Linked DNA regions of Mus musculus: region 1 is linked to region 2. Evidence: chromatin contacts called from public HiChIP or PLAC-seq data. All regions are on one chromosome and are shown on one strand. The core of a region is the stretch at or near the end of the contact, and the rest is flanking DNA. Distances in the headings are between cores, read along the strand shown.

Region 1 (5,345 bases), core at 1,171-3,670, 220 kb before region 2:
CCAACGTCTTATAAACAACTTTCCCATTAATCCCATGGGTAAAGGGTACAGGCAGGAGAAGAAAGAGAAGGGAGAAAAAGAAACTCAATAGGAGACTTTAAAAAGTGATGATTCACCCAGCAGATTCCTGGTCTTTCAGCTTTCCTCAGCAGAAATGAGTGATGTCCTGGGACATGGAATTTTAAACATTAGTGGACATGTTTCAGTAGTCCAGTACAAAGCCATTAATTTCTTTGGCACTTTCAGTACTGCCTTGCTGTTAAGTGTTCCCAGTATGTTCAAGTTAATAGAAAATTTGCAAGCCAAGGATATTTTATGCCTGCATAACTCTAGTTAAAAGCAGTATTGGTCAATATTTAGAAAAGGTATGGACTATGTTTACACAGGTCCGATGCTTCAAAGATGATAATGTTCTTTTCCAACTATAATTGCTTTTTCTGTTCCTAGATTCCAATCTCTATGGTGATATCACACTCAAGGGTCCATTTCTACATGTAAATGGCATGTGATGAAATTGTATACATTTGCCTTTTATGCAGAAAAGAAAGAAAATAATGTGAGCACTCAATGCATTTCACTGCATTGACGATGACCAGGACAAACCATTTGTCTGGTAGAATATTATAACCTCACTCTCTTAAAATCAGAACTACAGGCTGAAGATAGATGCTCTCTTCTAGTAATGTCTCCCATTTTTACAGATGAGAAATCCATTAAGAGATGACCCCCACTGCTCTCCTGATAGCAAGTGACAGAAAGCAATTGACTTAAGCAACAATGGAATGTGTTGGTCTATGGAAACAAAACATCTGAGGGGTAAGCATGGTTTCAGATGAGGCTGATTTCATAGCTCAAATTCCACCTTACGTGGCCATCTTCCACCACTGTCTTGGCTTCCATCCCAGAATCTAAGTGCACAGAGCCCAACATGATGGCGCCAGCCCCAGCCTCCTACAGACCCACGTTTAACAGCATTCCATTGGTTCTAGTAGGGTCCTGTGACCCTCGTTAGTGAATGTCAGTGGCTCACAGTGGCTTAATGATGGTCACATGCCAACCACAGGACCCAGTTTCCATCCAAGCATCAGGGTGTGAAGAGAGGAGGGTTGTTGCCATAAGAAGAAAGAATAAATCTTAAAAACCAACAGTGGCCTTGCTACTTTAGGTGGTATTTAAGATTTTTAAATATTCTTATTCATGATGGGGAGTCTTCCTGTATCTCAGGAATTCCCCCATGGAGGGGGGGGGTTAGTTTGTGATTGTTTGAGGAAGCAGAATGAAGCCAAAGTGTTCCCCCATTTCTCTCTCTCTCTCTCTCTCTCTCTCTCTCTCTCTCTCTCGTCCATTATCCTCTTTGTCATCCCCAGCATTAGTTCAAATCTCTGCGGTGTCTCTCCTCTAGAACAAAATATTTAACAAATAGTTCTTCTAGATCTCTGTGAGGAGTGTTTAATGGAATGTGGGTTTCCCAATTGGATCCTGAACATTTCAGTTTATCTCTCTACATCCCTCGTATATTACACTGGCAATTTTGGTGACCTTAATTTGAGAACCTGACCTCCTTCCAAGGAGTTTGCATTGTTTGTTTATTTAGTGAAGTTGACTATTCATAGTTATTTGTTACCTGCCTGGTGGGCCAGAACCACAGAGAAATCGGAGTCTCTCTGCTTTGAGTGTGTCTATTCCTCTTGTTTCTCATTATTTTTTTAAGCTTCTCCAGAGTCTTTCAAAGTCCATTCCCCACCCACTTCCTTGTTATAGGTTAGCAGCCATTTCCCTTAACTGCATCTCTAGAATCTATTCAGCCACTTAGCGACATCCATTCACCAGGTGAAAATCGGCATTCTTCAATAACTACTGAGTATGCCTGTGTGACTGTGCATGCTAAGTATCAAGACGAGGGATTGGCACTGTGATATGCAGAGTGGTGTCAGGAAGTTATTCCCAGGAGTGGAGCACATTCCTGCTGCCAGCTAATCTCTCTCTTGCTATTCAGAGACTCTCACTTTGTTTAGCTGACGGTTCTGCTACACTTCTCAAAAATTTCACAGGCAGAGCTTCTATTCTGGATTATCCAAAATCAACTAAAAGGAAAAGGGGGAGGGCCACAGGCGTGGGTCTCTCTGGACTTTCCACAAACAGATCTCCATGTCTTATCATGCGACAAAAGCTTCTTCTAGAAGCATAAACAGGAGGGCAGAAATAACTGCTACTGTATCTATAAAATTTAAGTTTATCTGTTATCTGCTTTGACAAACCCCTCCAGCACTTGGTAGCTAAGAACAACAGCCGTTTTATCAGTTCATTATTCTGCAGGTCAGCAGCGAGGGCTAGATGCAGCTGGACATTCGGGGGCTGGTTTCATCAGAGCCATTCATGCGGCTGCAGGCAGCTGGCAACTCAGACGGGGCTGGAAGCCTACAATGCCTTTGCTCGTGTGGATGGGGGTTGGGGTGAGGGGGTTCTGGCTGGTGTCTAGGTTGTTCTCTCCAGCAGGCTGGCTTGTGTTTCTTCACCTACTGCCAGAAAGTTCTCAACAACAAGAACGAGTCAAGCTCAATTGGCAAGTCCGTGTCCAGCCCCTGCTTCTGTCAAATTTGATAATGATCCCATAGGCCAACTCAAGTGGCCAAGTCCAGAGCCAAGGTGGGAGGGAACAGCTCAAATATGTGAGGGTGGGAGACAGGATCTATTTGGGACTGTTACTGTTTTTTAAAAATCCATCATATATATTAAACACCAATATCCTTTCTTTTCTGAAAACAAGATCTACCAGGGAAGATTTAAGGGCAAACCTATTACCAGGAAGAAGACCTGTCAGAGAATTGTAGACACAGAGCAGAGACGTAACCTTTTTATAGACTTATTAGTGCCAAGAGAGCACTGTCTATGTGTTGAGGTATTACCCCAATTATAAAATCAAACCCACTGTAAAAATAGGAGTGTAGAGTTAGACAGGAGCAAGCCGCTCTGGTGTGCACAGTAGGGTGACTGTGCACAGTAGGGTGACTGCAGATAACAGCAATGCATAGTGTATTTCAAAGAGCTGGCAGAGAGAGTTTTGAATGTTTTCACCATAAATGTTAGGTGAGTAGACTGAAGTGTTTGCCCTCATTTAAACACTACACAACTCATATGTCTCAAAATGTTGTGTGGTACTCCATACATATATAAAGCTTACGTTTTTATGTGTCAGTTAAAATACTTGTGCATTAAAAAAAATAGAAGCCAATATGTACATAGACCTACCTAGATATTTAATATACAACTTCAATTAGGACTCTTCTGAAGGACTTAGGATACGAAGGGAGCAAGACGTATTGGCTTCAGTTAGTTCAATGGGTCATCCCAGCCCTAGAGTAGAGAGAATGCTAACAAGATGGTTCTCGTAAGTAACATTTCTAAATCACAGTTTTCAGCTCCTGGCTTAAGATTTGGACCACTCTGTGAGGTGGGTAGTAAATCTTATCTCCATCTTACAAACATGGACATTGAGGTTTAAAACACTTAGCTGGCTAGAGTTCACGTTGCTAATACAGAGGGCTGGGGTCTTGAACTCTGTCTACAGAGCCCCAGAGATTGTCTCCATCTTGAAATTTTTTTTCAACTGCTTTGGACAAAACAGTGATGCCCATGCTTTGCTGTTTCTGTCTAGCCAAGCACTCTCTGAGTGCACTAGAGTACTAATTCTCTCAGAAGGTTTTCTTCTGGAAGCCTCCTTAACATGGAGTCCTGAAAAGGCAGCTTCCATTGTTGTGACAGCGTGAGAGTTGATAATGAGGTTCATTACTTCCTCAGGGAGCTCTGGGACCCTTTCCCAGGAGTAACTCTGGCAAATCCTTTGCATGTACATTGCTGCTGCCGTTGTGTGAGAAAAGTCACACGTCTTTCTGTCTTTACCCAGCACTAAGGCGTTCCTTATGCTTCTCAGTGAAGCAGCTGCTGAACTCAGCCTATCTGAGTTTGATGATGTAAGCAATCCTTCATGCAGCACCTACCCATCAAACAGTAGATCTGAAGATCAGAGCTTTAGAAGGACTGACTACCTTCCCACAGGACGTATAACTGAATTAGACCCCAGTTAGTGGTAACTTGAATGTGATCGAGAATGAGAAATGCTATCCTGAAATGAGTCTGTTTTTCCTAAAAGCTAAAGGTAAATGGAGCACTTGTACTTTGGTGTGGTCCTGCCTTTCAGGACACTTGCCCTCTGACATACATAAACCCCTCTGAGACAGGGTCCAGTTCTGTAGCTCAGGCTGCTCTCCTGCCTCAGCCCTAAAGGCACTGGTATTATTTGCATGAGCTACCCTGCCCAGCTTTGCTCTCCACCCCAATGCCCTCAACCCTGGCTCATCTGGGTGGGGGTGAGGTGAGGAGTGGTCTTCCCTCCCACCTTATCTGGGCCTGGCAGCTGATGGACCTCAGTCTTCATTCTTTAATCTTCACTCCTCACACTCTGGACATCATCCAGATTTTAAATTTATTTTTTTGTGAAATGTAGCCCTACAGATTGTAGCTTTTTGGGTTTTTGTTTGTTTGTTTGTTTGTTTTCCTTTGTTTTCTTTTCTTTTACTTGCTCTCTTTCCCTCCCTTCAGGTGGCTTTAAACTCAATGTGTAGCCAAGAATGGCCTTGACCTTCTGACCTTCCTACCTCCGGAGTGCCGGTATCACTGTGTTCCTCCATGCCTGTTTCCTGTTGAGAACTGAACCCAGAGCTTTTCCTGTGCTTGGCAAGCACTCTACTAAATGAGTTACACCCTCCCTCATACCCATATATATTTTAAAAGCTATTGTCCAGCCATATACATTTTGGCAATAATAATAAACCATAGCACACGTCAGACGATTGTCCTTATACCTGTCTTTGTAGGGAGATGAATTTAGCAGGAAAAAAGTTGGTGTTTAGCTAATTTTGAAGAAGAATAAATGCATTAGATGGTATTCAGAAAAGCTCAATTTGCATAACATATAAACTGCATAGAATTGTAATGCAGAAAACCCAGAGCTTTCCAATGGTGAATGGGTCTAATTTATAGCTATTTCTGGGGACTGAAACATTCTGAAGCAATAACTGGAAGATTTGGTTTCTATCTGACAATTTGTACAAAGAGAAATTAGATTATGGAGTGTGTTTTTTAGTAACCCCCTTGACTAATAAATTGTAATTTAAAGAACAGAATGCACGCTTTCCTCTAGCTCTGCACTGAAATTGTACACACATCATCTGCCTTAATTTCTAAGCTCTGAGCTCATATTTATGTACTTGGGAAATTTGCTGTTCTCAGAGTGGAAGGAATCCTAGAAAAATTAATTATTTAATGAGTTTCAATATTCAAATTTG
Region 2 (4,854 bases), core at 1,090-3,589:
CTCCAATGGGGGCCCTGTGATCCATTCAATAGCTGACTGTGAGCATCCACTTCTGTGTTTGTTAGGCCCCAGCATAGTCTCACAAGAGACAGCTATATCTGGGTCCTTTCAGCAAAATCTTGCTAGTGTATGCAATGGAGTCAGCGTTTGGAAGCTGATTATGGGATGGATCCCTGGATATGGCAGTCTCTAGATGGTCCATCTAGACCAGTGGAATTGAGAACATATCTGGCATCAATAAAAATGAAGATACAACATACCAAAGCTTACAGGATGTGATGAAAGCTAAGAGGGAAACCAGTCACCTGAGAATTCTAAACTTTGTACTTGAAGGAATAACAACAGGGAAAAGCTAAACCCAGAGTCAACAAAAGGAAGGGATAGTGATGATAAGAGCAGAGATAATGAAATACAAAATAGAAAAGCCATAGAAGAAATTAGTAATGTCAAGATTTTGAAAATATGAACAATTGACAGAACAAACCTTAGTGTCTGAAATAAGAAAGTGAAGACATGACAGCTGATATGAGAGTTAGGACAATTCTAGGAATAACTTTATACAGCAGGTATTTAGTAGATAGAGGAAAAATAGGTGATTAGAAACAAAACCCTACCAGGACTTCAATCATAAAACAAATTTTTTAAAACATGAGAAGACCTGTAACTTGGGGAAATTGAAATAGTACTCTTCAACATAAATTAAGCCCACTATAAATATTGACCCCCCCAGTCTTAAAATATTAGTGAACCTAATTCAGTTAAAATGATAATATGTAATGAATAGGTGGGATTTATGCCAGCAATAAAAATATAGTTTAACCTGTGAATCAATACATGTACATAAACATCTCAGTTAATACAGAGAAAATATTTCACAAAATTTAATATTCTATTATGATTTTAAAAACCATACTCATCAGATTAGGAATATAAGGAAAGGAAACTACCTCAGTATAATAAAGAATGTATCTGAAAAGCCCACATAACACCACAGTCAGCAGTAAGCTTTTTCATAGAAGAGGCAACATGTGAGGGAGTTTACTTGCTGCTATACTGTTAACTCAGTACTTAGAATTCTAGCCAGAATAATCAAGCAACAAAAAGAAGTACGATGACTTTTGGGAGTGGTTCTCTGCATCCACCTTGAGGTTTGGAGAACATACTTAAGTCATCAGGCTTGAGTGGGGAGTGCTTTTATCCACTGAGCCTTCTCACTTGGCCTAGATAACTTCCCCAATTGAAAAGTTTTGTGCACCAGGTTTTGATCATATTTACTCCTCTCTCTTACCTCTTAAGCAGATTTATCCTCACCTCCTTTCTCTGCTCACCCAATTTTGTATCTTTTTCCCCCCATCAAGGTCAATTTGTGCTGCACAAATATTCTTGGATGTATGGTATTTCCCTGGAGTACTGTCAGCTTACCAGGGGTTACATGCTAAGAAAATGGTTCTCAACCTGTGGGCCATGACCCAAAGAGGGGGGGGGGGTCCGCACATCAGATATCCTGCACATCATAGTTATGGTTGGTAGTCACCACAATATGATAAACTGTATTAAATGATTGTAGCTTTAGAAAGATTGAGTTAAACAAAGTAGAGATTAGCTTTGAACATAGAAAATTTCTTATTAAGTGATTGGGGCAAAGATAGAATTCTAATGTGCCGAGGAGAAAATGAGAGGAGGTAGAAACTGAGGTAACAGACCTCTTTTCTTTGTAAAAAGGAAAAATACATTATGTAACTTGCACACAAAAAATGTAGAGAGAATATCAAGAAACTAAAGACATTTTTTGAGATAATAAAAACAAAAGGGTAAGAGAAAAAAGGATTGATTTTTTTTTTTTAATCTTTATGGGAAAAAGCTAGAGTTTATAGTAATTTGTGATGAGAATTACCACTAAAGCCATTTTCTTAGCAATATATGTTTTGGAATCCTATAACATACATGTCTATTAGTAGGAAGGATTATCTTGTCCTGCACCACTTTGTAGAAAGATAGTGAATCCCAGATAAGTTAAAAGGCTTTTCTAAATCAGACCGTAGACTATAATAATTTCAGACTAAAGGGAAGTTCTTCCTGCCCCTTTGGTTGGTGCTGTTCTTATGGTATTATTTACAAAATGATTTGCCTATGAATTGAATTTTATATAGACATTATATTTTATAGGAGAGTTCATTTGCACATCCTGTTAGGCTTTGCTACGTAACAAATTGTCTTAAAATTCTGTGGCTTAAAATAGCCATCATGTGCTGTTTGCCATGGCTTTGTGAGTTGTCTGGGTTTAGCTGGATCACTTGTGTGACAGTCAGTGACAGCTTGACTGGGAGGAGAAGCAGGATGGCTCCACCCTTATGTCTGGGAGCCTGGTGCTGTTTGTTGGCTGGAGCTCTCACTACTCAAGGGTCGAGACGACATTCCTTGCATAGTAACAAGAACATTCTAGAAGGATGGGAGATGGAAATATAGACTTCAAAACTTGCACAGCATGCTTACCACTGAATTAATAAAAGAATTAAAATAATTAGGCTGAAGGGAGCAGGTCCACCTTTTAATGAAAAGAGGTGTATGTATTTGTAACCATGGAATTTCCCACTTAAATAGAAAATTTTAAGATGTAATTTTAACTATTCAACTTCCTAGCAACTTTCTACTTAATATAAAGCAAAAAGGCTGCTGATTGTAGGAATCTTAGTTCAGCATATGAGAAACAAAATTTTTGATAATCAAAATAATTATACTAAAAGAAGAAACTATATGTTGAAACATTTGTATCCTTTTTTTTTGTATGCTCTAAAACAAAAATGCTGTATTCAGTAAATCACTGCACAGAATGTTGATGTAGCTATAATTTTCTCAGCCTATTATTTTTATCATCATCATCATCATCTTTCTGGATCAGTTTTTCATGTGCATGCTTGCTCTCTTGCTTTCTCACTCTCTCTTTTCTCTCTCTCTCGCTCTTATACACTTATACACACACACACACACACACACACACACACACAATTAAAAGTTTTAAAATAAAATCTTTTAAAAAAAAAAACTGTATGCCAGGAAATTAAGTCCTTAGTAGTACTAAACTTACTGTAGAGTTTTTATAGATATGGATTTTATTACTATTTTATTCAAGTGTATTTCTCCTATAGTTATTATGATACTTTAATACATCAGATACAATGTATTAAATAACTTGTCTTCCTTGTAGTCTTCTTAGACTGAACTTTATAGCATTCTGAGTACTTGTATTTTAAAAAGTATTTTACAAGTATTTTTTTTTCTTCTCTCCTTAGGCACTACAAGGGCTCCCAGGGATGGGGAAGTCCCAGGGGTGGATTATAACTTCATTTCTGTTGAACAATTCAAGGCACTGGAAGAAAGCGGAGCATTGTTAGAAAGTGGAACGTATGATGGTATGTCCCCAAATATGAAAACTACCTCCAGATAACCAGAATCATTTCAGAGGGAATTTCATCAGTAAATTCAATTTTTAAAAAGTTATTTGGAAGGACTAGGGGGATGGATTAACATTTAAGAACACTGGCTGATCCTTCCTCCAAAAGACTTGCTTCTGATTTCTGATGTTTAGCAGCTGTTAAACTTCAATTACACGGGATCCAGTGCCCTCTTCAGACCTCTGTGGGCACTGCACACATATGGTACACAAATATACATGAGGCAAAATAACTGTATGCATAAAATAAAGTTGCCAGGCAGTGGTGGCTCATGCCTTTAATGCCAGCACTTGAGAGGCAGAGGCAGGCAGATTTCTGAGTCTGAAGCCAGCCTGGTCTACAGAGTGAGTTCCAGGACAGCTAGGGCTACACAGAGAAATCCTGTCTCGAAAAACAAACAAAAATAAAAAATAAAAAAGTAAAAATAAAATAGAATAAGTCTTAAGACATTATTTGAAAATGTGATTTTCTTTTGATTAGGGAATTCCTAATTTAACAATTAGATGGAATTAGACAATAACCAAAAGCATTACATTACATTAAAAAATTCATTGTGAACAATAAACTGAAAATTAACCAAACTGGCAAGTTTACATATTTCAAAACAACTCACCATCATCATCTAAACCCAACAAGTGCTTGTTGATGGCTTTCTGTCCATGGCTGGAAGTCTAAAGTCCATAAACATTGAAAAGCCTGTGTGTACCTTAAAATCTTGCAGAAAAGGAAGTATAGATTGAGGGATAGCATCAGTAATTGATTTTCATATCTGTTTCCTGTACCCATTTGTTTCCCTGAAGTACAAACTGAAGATCAGTTTCAATTCTTAAATGATTCCATGTTATGTACTTTAAAAAAAAAAAAAAAAAAGAACACACTTTTCTCTTGGCAAGCTTATCCACTCCCATAGCACCTTAAATTTTTTCATCGTGTCTTTTTCTGCTTTTATAAGGATGCCTTTCACAACTTCTGTGTAGTAAAGATAATGCCTTTCTTACTTTATGCTGTCTTCAATGTATAGAGATGATGTTCAGTAAAGACCCTTGAATGCATCTCATTTACATGCATGCTTGTGCATGAGTGCAAATATTTGTTTCACTTCAGTTACCACACGTGGTCATTTCTTCCTGATAGCCACTTCCATGGTTTTCTTCTCACTGCCACATTGTAGGTCCTTTATTGAGTTCATTATAACATTGTAGGTCCTTTATTGAGTTCATTATAACATTGTAGGTCCTTTATTGAGTTCATTGTAACATTGTAGGGCCTTTATTGAGTTCATTGTAACATTGTAGGGCCTTTATTGAGTTCATTGTAACATTGTAGGGCCTTTATTGAGTTCATTGTAACATTGTAGGTCCTTTATTGAGTTCATTGTAACATTCTAGGGCCTTTATTGAGT

The links. HiChIP or PLAC-seq counts read pairs in DNA pulled down with a chosen protein or histone mark.
Region 1: an H3K27ac HiChIP or PLAC-seq map of heart atrium shows a contact between it and region 2, with 6 read pairs. The contact joins two enhancer-like sites. A contact is called at or near these places in 1 of 39 promoter capture datasets (liver), 1 of 15 datasets of contacts at CTCF or cohesin (pro-B cells), 2 of 484 Hi-C or Micro-C datasets (the HL-1 cell line and pancreatic cancer cells) and 2 of 115 datasets of contacts at active chromatin or transcription factors (cardiomyocytes and heart atrium).

Annotation. Positions count from the first base shown.
Region 1 is chr3:104,316,221-104,321,565 of GRCm38.p6, reverse strand. No RefSeq gene overlaps it. Among named protein-coding and RNA genes, the nearest start is that of Gm5546, 41 kb to the left of the region's middle. Within about 2 kb of position 2,420, at least 61 of the 459 cell types and tissues checked have an H3K27ac peak or open chromatin away from gene starts, as enhancers often do. A contact at or near this core is called in heart atrium, where this site is marked.
Region 2 is chr3:104,093,621-104,098,474 of GRCm38.p6, reverse strand. Magi3 (membrane associated guanylate kinase, WW and PDZ domain containing 3) reads left to right here. Exons shown (of 21, transcript NM_001159354.1): 3 at 3,291-3,410. Among named protein-coding and RNA genes, the nearest start is that of Magi3, 120 kb to the left of the region's middle. Within about 2 kb of position 2,339, at least 7 of the 459 cell types and tissues checked have an H3K27ac peak or open chromatin away from gene starts, as enhancers often do. A contact at or near this core is called in heart atrium, where this site is marked.